Linked DNA regions of Mus musculus: region 2 is linked to region 1. The links are chromatin contacts, called in public Hi-C maps. All regions are on one chromosome and are shown on one strand. Each heading gives the region's core, a stretch centred on a gene start, on an enhancer-like site or on the middle of the called end of the contact. The rest is flanking DNA. Distances are from core to core; before and after follow the strand shown. Region 1 has its middle 30 kb from the start of Gm32954. Region 2 has its middle 52 kb from the start of Rmdn2.

What was found. A called contact is a pair of places that touch in the nucleus more often than the background predicts.
Region 2: a Hi-C map of the C2C12 cell line shows a contact between it and region 1, with 1.8 times the contacts expected there. The contact joins two enhancer-like sites. A contact is called at or near these places in 1 of 15 datasets of contacts at CTCF or cohesin (the NIH/3T3 cell line) and 5 of 484 Hi-C or Micro-C datasets (the C2C12 cell line, embryonic fibroblasts, granulocyte-monocyte progenitors and 2 more).

The regions. Positions count from the first base shown.
Region 1 is chr17:79,419,425-79,424,301 of GRCm38.p6, reverse strand. No RefSeq gene overlaps it. Among named protein-coding and RNA genes, the nearest start is that of Gm32954, 30 kb to the left of the region's middle. Within about 2 kb of position 2,476, at least 18 of the 459 cell types and tissues checked have an H3K27ac peak or open chromatin away from gene starts, as enhancers often do. A contact at or near this core is called in the C2C12 cell line and embryonic fibroblasts, where this site is marked.
Region 2 is chr17:79,560,696-79,565,572 of GRCm38.p6, reverse strand. No RefSeq gene overlaps it. Among named protein-coding and RNA genes, the nearest start is that of Rmdn2, 52 kb to the left of the region's middle. Within about 2 kb of position 2,127, at least 22 of the 459 cell types and tissues checked have an H3K27ac peak or open chromatin away from gene starts, as enhancers often do. A contact at or near this core is called in the C2C12 cell line and embryonic fibroblasts, where this site is marked.

The DNA of each region.
Region 1 (4,877 bases), core at 1,227-3,726:
CATTGGTTTGCTTTGCTCCACCTCACTATGGACACATGATGACACACATGCATCGGTTTGCCTTACACTGTAGGGCTAAGCTTCAATTGTGGTGATTTCATAGAGAGAAACTTGCCAAAGAACTTCGTGTGAGGTTCCTGCAGCGTCTTGTCAATTCCACTGACTTGAGCCACTTGGCGAGCTTCACAGTTTCTTCAGGGTTGAACTTCCCCTGCTGATTTGTGTGATATCTGCTGAGAGAACGGGACTACAGCTGCTGATTCGTGTTTGGTGTTTGCTAGTGGTCTGGACTGCAAATAACAATGAAGATTGGAATCACCCCAAAAAACTATTTTTAAACAGGTCCATGAACCCCATATCCTAATAAACTTTCTTTTCCTCTGCCTCTGGTGAGTCATGAGCTAGATTAAAGTAGGTTGTGAAAAATATGGAGGGCATAGTGGAGAGAGTGAATTTAGGTTACTCACCCAGCTACTAAATTAGAGAGCCAAGATTCCAAATCCATTCTGACTCCGGTGCTCCCAGGTAACATTATCAAATGTTGTTTCTCATAAGATAGAAATGGAAGGACTGCAAAAGATGGCTCAGTCATCCATGAAAGCATAAACTGGGATGTTCAGAACTTATATATAAAGTATGATGGTATATGCCTCTAATACCAGAGGAAGCTAGTCTTGCTGAATCACTGACCTTGGATTCAGTGAGTGATGCTGTCTCAAAACTAAAGAGTAGAGAAGTAAAAGATTGTGCTTATAGCCAGCCTGTGACATCCACAGTCAAGAATGCACACACACACACACACACATACACATACATGTATGTCACAACACACATACATGTAAACTAAAATACAAAGAGATTTTGATACTTGGTCCTTATTTGCTTTCTTCAAGAAAAGTTTCCTAATTTACTAACACTCAATAGAACTGGGACCTCCCCCTCCCCCAGTATTATCCCTCATTATTTTGAAACCTTAAATCTGCCCTCTATCCTCTTTGAAACAGATTCTATATTTGGAGGGAAAAGAACGGAAAGGACTTTTTGATTTCTCAAATATAAAACACATGCTCTTATTTTACTTGGAGAGAAGGCAAGCTCTCATAAACTCAGATATAGATGACATGGTCCATCTTACTGACTTCTGTTCTGTAATATAAATGGAATGCATGCTTAGAATGACTATAGCCTTATAGAAGTAGAGAAAACGTTATATCCCTTACTATGGACAGGAGCCACTTAGCTCAGACAGTTATTTGAGACCAGCCTTTGGAGGACTGAGCTCACACTTTTTCATGGCAGGTATTTCCTTTTTAGGAAGTTGACAATACTGTGGGACACTTTTTGCTAAGAAGAGAACAGGAGACCAATTCTCTGAAGGAGGATGACTAGAGTTCCTTCAGGGAAAGAGCTGTATGTCAGATGACAGAGCAGGGAGCTAAGGTGGGTGCACAAAATTCAGAAGTTGAGGTTTGGCCCTTGAGCCACAGTACCACCTTTGTGCTATGAACTATGCCTTTTTTCATTTTCACAGAACTCCCTGTATGTCTTCAATTAAACTTCTAGACCTGTCCAACTATGATTTGGACATTTGGAAAACAGGCCAGCGCTCACACTAGAAGACAGACATGGACATCAGGACTCTGGAAAACCATGTGGCTGGGATGAAGGCTGGGACAATGATGTAGATATGTCACTAAAATCTGGAAGTGCGCAATAAAAGGAAGGAGCAAGAGAGAGAAAGAAGGTAGGGAGAGAGAGAGAAGCTGGGACTTTGGTAGCTTGAAATATAAAGAGAATTTAATCACAGGCTAAAGAAGTTTAAAATAAATCTTAAAAGAAATTGTGAACAGTTTCAAAGAACTAAGCCACTATATAGTAGAAGCTGCCATGTTTTGTTTGCTAATGGAAATGTCTTGAATATTAAAAAGAAAAATACAAATTTTTATGTAGAAAACTCTGATGGATTTGTGTGTTCTATCTTATAAAATAGCACTAAAATGCATAAAAAGATAAATCTAAATAAAAATTCCCTTGTTCTTATACTTACATACCAATACTACTTACTCCTAGCCATTTCCAAGTCAGTAAGTATAAAATGATAAGGGTACTTTAACAATAGCACCTTAGTATTACCAAAGCTTGATAAAACTAGACGTTCAAAATGAAGGGTAGGAGTAGAAACAAAGATTCACTACCAGCTCCACATTTAAATTTATTTCATAATTTTCACTTGAAGGAGCTGTGGCACATACACACACGTACCATGTAAACAACTGCAAAATCCCAAGGCGTTGCCTTCTAGTTCTGAAGAAGCAGGCTTCAAGTTAAAAAAAGAAAAAAATCCTCTAGTATGCAAACCTCAAATACCAATTTCGATGATCTATGTGCTTGATATCCACATAAAACCGCCTTTTACATTCTCGAGATGAGGGTACACTTGTGGAATTTCCAAAACCTGCATTCCACGAGAATGGAATACAGCGTCCAATGGTGTGAATCAGAAACAGAGCATTTTCCATTGTGCATTTCCTCCCCACTTACTGCAGGCTGGCACTAACAAAGAAGCAGTCTGGGATGCAAATAACTGCTGCCTCCGTGTGTAAATGTGACTGCTCTCCTCCAGGTCAGCACCAGTGTAGCCTCAGCAAGTCATCTTGGTTTGCTGAACTCTTCCTCTGCCTTCCTTTCATTCACTACAAAATAACCCACTGGGATGCTTCCACTAAACACCTTACCCTGTTGTTTTTCCTCTATGGATGTGAATAAAATCACAGACCAGTAAACAGGGGCACTAAAATTAGGTGCCACTATTCCTTGTGATGGGCTCATCCATATAACTAAATACAAGTTTGATATCTGTAAAAGATTATCATCAGGATGATAATTTCCCAAATACATTCCTGAACACAGAGTGCCGAGATCCTCAAGGCCACATCACTGAGACAAGCTAGAGAATCAGAGTGGCCTTGAGGCTCCTGGGTCTGTACCCTCTGGGTATAAAAAACAGAGTAGTAAGGACCATTGCACTTATGAATTCACAGCCACTGGGACTGTACAAACAAGAATTATACAAGAGCAAGCCAGCCAAAATCCCAGGCTAGAGGGAAAGGGACCCTAAGGGTCTACCTCCACCTGAGGAACTCCTGGCATTTGAGAATTACTGGGGAAGAGAAAGGATAAGGGCTCTAAGACACTTCCTATGCCCCACTAGATGTTCCACACCCATGCATAAACAGGGAGCTTCAAGTGTCCATTAAGAAAAGGAGAGCTAGGTGTAGGAGTACATGCCTTTAATCCCGGAACTCAGGAGGCAGAGGCAGACAGATCTCTATGACTTCAAGGCTAGCCTGGTCTACATAGAGACCTTGTCTCAAAGAGAAAGAGAGAACATGGCATTGGGAGGGAAAGTGTTGGTAAGGGATGGATTGGAGAGAAGGGACTAGGCAATGGGTCTGATCCAGGCGCATTATATGCATGTATGAATATTAAATAAAATACCTAAATTAAAATAAAAAATAAACACTTCAAAGGAAAGGAAAAAACTAAAGGAATATCTGAACCACCCATCTACCCCTCATTTCCAATCACATCGACTTCCTCCATTTACTGTTTTCTGTCTTAGCTACAATTCTCTGGCTGTCGATGAAAAGCTTGAGGGAATCTATTGGAGTTTCCTTGTTGATAGTAGGATTCTTTGAGTCCCTTGAGACACATTGTCTGTTTCACTTTGAAGGAGCTCTCCTTGCTATCCTATGCAGCGACTCTGAGTTGAGGGTATTCTCCTTCTCACTTGTCCCCTAAGTCCTTGCCATCCTATCAGGTGTTTGACACTGGCTTCATCCAGGGTTCTCTGCCTCACAGCAACCTGGGTTAGGTAGAGACTTGTTCTTACAGTTTTCATTCATATCAAATCTCCAAGGCCTGACAGAAGAGAGGAAACTACTGTCAGCTTCAGTGTTGGTACAAGGCCAACACAATGGATCTGAATGAATTTGTAACCTTGCAACTGCAAAATAAAACAAACCCAGGCTTTCAAGGCTTGATATCCAACTTAATGTGGCAGTGGTGGCTCAATTCTTACCTTCTTGGCTTGGGTGAATAAAACTACACGATCAGTAGCTGTCTTTTATGTTAATTTGTTCTTCTTTTGCTGTGATAAACACCATGACCAAGAGCAACTTCGGGAGGAAAGGGTTATTTCCACTTTACAGTGTACAGTTCATGGTGAAGGGAAGTCAGGGCAGATGTTCAGAGCAGGAACCTGGAGGCAGGAACTAATGCAGAAGCCATGAAGGGATGATGCATATTGGCTTCCTTCCCATGGCTTACTCATATCACCCATGAGCACTTGCCCAAGAGCAGCAGACCCTACAGTCAGCTGGTCCCTCTCACATCAATTAATAAAGTGCCCCACAGACTTGTCAATCTTGTGGTAGTTTCTTGATTAAAGTTATAGCTTTCTAAATGACCCTAGCTTGTATCAAGTTAACAAAAAATACAGTGCCCTTTTCAACCACTTACAGGAATAAAACATCATCTTTTCTCCCCCATAAAAAGAATAGCAACGTTCAGAGTATGAAAGAATTAGTTTAATTTAGTCATATGACCTGATAGGTCACCCAATAATATTAAGGTCTTACTTTTTAAAACTATGTGCTTGATGGAGTTGTGGTGGTTTTAAAGTGTGCTCTGCTGTACTTTGGCAATCCCCACAGCTCTTGCCCTGTGAAACAGCAAGCTCTGGGTTCAAGAGAGAGGCACTGACTCAGTATGTAAAGGTACAGAATGATACCGGCATAAATGCACACTCACACACACACACACACACACACACACACACACACACACACACACACACACACACGCCTCCACGTACA
Region 2 (4,877 bases), core at 878-3,377, 140 kb before region 1:
GGGGGGGGGGGTCATTGTGAAACCATGCTTTCTTTCTGTGGCTCCTGGTACTCAACAGCTTGTGGGTTTACTTTGTAGCCTCTTGATGGATCTTTATCAGAATCTCTTCATTTTCTGGCCACCCTCCAACCCCACCCCCAGTTCTTATATGAGGCTACTGAGTCTCTGCCTCTTCTTTTCATATCAGAGTTTATTCTTATTAAACCCAAAGCTAAACCCTTGGTCTTATATTCTCCACTGACCAACCTGCCTTTCTCTCATTGCACTAAGAGACTCACCCCAATCGAAACAGTGACAAGTGCAATTTCCAAAGTGCACAGCCTCAGGAGACCCTCGTGGGGGTGAACACACTCAGCTGGATTGGGTCCTTGGGTGAAAGTGAAGAAACACCCTGACAGGATAAGCAGAAGGCCTTAATCTTGGATGTGCACAACTCAAGGAAAAGGGCCGAAGGTTCAGCAGTGCAGAATCAAGAAGAAAGCATGGTTGTACCAATTCAGGGCAAGAAGAGAGAAGAAGGGAGAAAGATGTCATTTGTATGTCGTTAACTGATTGTAATCTTCCTGTCTTCTTGTCCACTGCCTAGCTCCTCCCTCGGGTAGAAGCAACATGAGGTCAGGGCCTTTGTTTGTTTGTTTGTTTGTTTGTTTTCTCCCTAATTTCCTGGACTCCAGAACAGCAGCTACACAGAGGTAGCTCCGGATAAATATTTGCTGAATGAGTGTCAGACACTGCTGAAAGTACCAGCAATTGCAAAGATTAAGCATCCCAGATGTTAGCTATTTATCCTTGATGGAAATAGATATGTTTGGCTCCTCTTCTGGCTATTCTCACCCTCTCCTGACCTTTGTAGGATCTGGATGATATGCTTTCACAGTACGGAGCTAACAGGAAGAGCAGGGCCAGGTGCTCTGTTGCCAGAGAAGGGATGGCAACAGTGACAAACGAGAATGGAGGTTTCAGGAAGGGGACACATGGTACTCACAGATAATGGTTCACATCATGATCAAAGGAGATCTCAGAGAGGCTGATAGTACCATTATCTATGGCCAGCTTCCCTGAGGAGAAAGGGGAGAGTCCCAGGAGGATTTTTAGAACTACTCTATGCCTTCAGACTCTGAGACACCAAAGGAGACCCGTGTCCAGGTCAGAGAGAAGAGCTTAGTAGTTAGAGATCTGGGCACAAAAATCACAAAAGTCTTTGTTGTGTATCCTTAGCATTCCCAAGCCTTCTCTTGTTTCCAAGTCTAGTGGCTGCCTTTGAAATGGCACTTCCAGGGACTGAAGGTCCAGAGAGAGGGTGGGAGTGAGGTAGAACAGAGAAGGTATGAAAACACGCCAGGACGGATGGGTGGAGGTAGAAGATGACATTTCTGCACTTCCAAGGGAGGTGCTGAGCTGTCTTGTAACTCCTCCCTGGGCTCTGCTGCAAGCATTCAGTAATTCAACCTATTGCCTGTTTCTAACAGAATTCTTTGTGGGGGTGGTGGCAGTCGTGGAAATGGTTGGTTTCGCTGGAATTCCATAGCTCTCTGGATGAGCTATGTGTAGAAAAGCATGTACTAAGAGTTTAGGGCCAGTTGTGCTGGCCTTAATTGTCCTATGGCATGCATTGGGGTCACAAAGGTTAATGCTATGATAGGACACAGGCCTGCCAGCCAGCTGGGGCTGCCACTTACTTTCCATGCTCTTGTTAAGCCCCTCCCTCACTGTCAAGGCAAAACACCATGGAAAACAAACTTTAGAGCCCCTGTCCACTCCCCTCCCATCTCAGCTTTTAACCCCTAGTTCTTAGCCACAAGGGTTCCTGGGTCCAGCTGATCTCTACAGGGCTGGAGAGCTTCCATTACAGAATCTTAGGAAAGTGCATATTACACACTGTAGTATGTTGGTGGGCATGGGGAGGGGATGCAAGCTTTTGTCTTCTGATGAGAAAAACTGGACAACGAAGCAACTGGCTCAGTGGGCTGCAGAGGGGGAAGGGACAGAAAGAGTGGAGACTCAGGACCAAAACTAAGTCGCTTTGGAGAAGGACTTAAGCTGAATTCCATGTGAATGAGATGCTGTGCATAGTCTATTTTTAGATCCTGGAGCATTTCTAAGAGGTAGAGCGAGATGGTTTGGCTGTGTTAAAAGACAAGTAATTACAGTCATTTATGGGCTCTGCTGCTTAGCATCCTCGGCTGATCATCCTCCAGGCTGGATTGCCCCTCTCGTGATTATCTGCCACCATTTCTTTTGTTGTCAGTTTTATTTGATTGCAACACCTGCTCATAAAGATTCTCCTTCTCCTTATGCAGCTTAGTGAGCAACTCAGAACAAAAGGAAAGCAGTTTAGGGATGGTTAGGGGTGCTGTCTGAGAAGAAAGAGAAGCAAACGCCTGCGTGTGCTGTAGAGTTATTTTTTAGTATTTGGGGTGAATACTGATTGGATAAAGCCATTAAAATGCTAAGAATTTTGTTGTTTTTGCAGCTTCCTGTATTCCGCTTTCCTATCATTACTACCATCTTATGTATGTATGTATGTATGTATGTATGTATGTGTGTATGTGTGTGTGTGTATACACATGCATACAAGCATGTATACACACACACACACACACACACACACACATACACACACACACACACACATAGTTCTTTGGTCCATGATAGCTTTAAAAGTTTAAAAAGTGCAACTTTTAAGGTACAAACTCATCTGTTGTTTTACCCATGGTTCTTTGGACATGACAAACGTTGTTTTCCCTTCTAAAAATATATCTGAAAGTTAAAATGCTGCTGGGGTCACTCAAGAAACCTGTGTCATATCAAGCACTGATCAGAACAAAAGGTTGTAGTATGTCAAAGTTAAATGGCCTTGTTTTTGTAGCTTGAAAAATGTATGTTGGGCTGGAGAGATGGCTCAGCACCTAAGAGCACTATCTGCTCTTCCAGAGACCCCTAGTTCAATTCTCAGCAACCACATGGTGGCTCATTACCATCTGTAATGAGATCTGATGCCCTTTTCTGGTGTGTCAGAATATAGCAACCGTATACTCATACATATAATAAATCAGAAAGAAAGAAAGAAAGAAAGAAAGAAAGAAAGAAAGAAAGAAAGAAAGAAAGAAAGAAAGAAAGAAAGAAAGAAAGAAAGAAAAGAAGTAAAGAAAATGTGTGTTTACTGCACTGGAGCCATGCTTTGAAAAGTAGTGTTTCATAGGTACATGTAGACATGTTGTTCTTTGAATAATTTGGAGAAAAGTAGGCCAATGTGGCCCTGATCCTTTCCCCAGAGCACCCTGCCACTATCTTTGTGCAAGGGTGACAACCTGGAGCCATGAGTCAAGGCTTCTCTGGCAACAGTAAGAATTTAGACAGAACTGCATATAGAAAAGGGGGAAGTGGAGTTGAATAGCTTAGTTCCTATATAATTTCATTAATGTCCAGCCAGCCAACACTTGGAATTGTCATATGGATCAGCACAGAACTGTTGATCAGATGAATGTATTACTGAAAACAAAAAACATACCAAGTCCTCTGACGTGGCAGCAAGCAGGAGATAAAAATCAGATTCTGGTCAGAATGTGGACAAGTTATACTGATCACCACCCAACCAAACCAAGACAAAAACAAAGACAAAAAAAATCCAGGAATCAGGAAATAAAATAAACCTAGGTAAGTGTAAGGCATGGGGCCTGTTCATCCCTGAGGAAGAAGTTAGATGTTGCTTTTCTAGCTTCCCTCGCAGCTATTTTCATGTGATCTAGACTCCCTGACTACAGTCAACCACACAAGGCTGGGATTTGGAAACTATGGAAATGAAGACACGTGCTTGTGCTGCAGCTACTCTGGGTACTGTGACATCCAGCAATTCAGGAACAGGCAGGGAGTATCCTGATCTTGGAGTTGGAGAGATTAATTGAAGTACCATGGGAAGTAGAACATTGACTTCCCAAAGAGATCCATGTCCAAGTTTCCCCAGTACCAGAATATGTACTTCAAATAGACAAAGGTGAGGATTTGGGGGTTGAGAGGCTCTACTGTATTATCTGGGTGGCACTGATAAAAGAAGGATGCCAGCATCCCTTAAGACCTAGATAAGGCAAAGAAAATCCTATGCACCCAGAACTGTCTGAAAAAGACTGTAACCCTCACAAAACCTTTTAAAATTTGTTTACTTTATTTGGTACTATTGAAGAATGACCCAAGGATTTCATGTATATTAGGTAAGAGCTCTACCACTGAGCCACGGCCCAGCCTTGGTAATGAAATATGTACAGAGACTTCTGTAAGAATGACCCTGTGTTGCTTTAAACTAGCACAGGAGCAGCACAGCAGCTCCTGAGACCATAGCAGCAATAGGAAGCCAATACCCAGATACTGAAGTGCCTAAGCCTAGTTGTGAACAGTTTCAGTTGATGAAATTAAAGTCTAATTTTGTCTGGAACATTTCTAAACCTGGTTCTCTGGCTCTCCTAAAGATTTTGTAAATTATTATATAACTTAAAATATTCCTTTCTTCTTGAATTGCCCTAGATATATAGGTTTCATGGCTTGTAAGAATGAACCAAGGTAATGACATTCCTCAACCTCCACCAATACACTGACATACTTACTTATAGCTGGTATCCCCACTCTTTCCTGTTTATTTCTGATTGATCTTTAAGTTGATGTTTATGTTCTATTATTCTGTCTTCCTTCAGCTCCTTGCTGTTCTTTGATCAGGCTGTTATCACATCCTTATTATGACTGGCCTTCCCATCTCTTCTCTCTTCTCACTCCAATTCTGGTTCCACTTCCTGTTGTGCTTCTTGAAACTTGTCAGTGCTCTTCACTGTTCTATTAGAAGGGTGTCAGAGGTGTTCATCAGCAACAAGAAAAAGTTCAAAGACTTT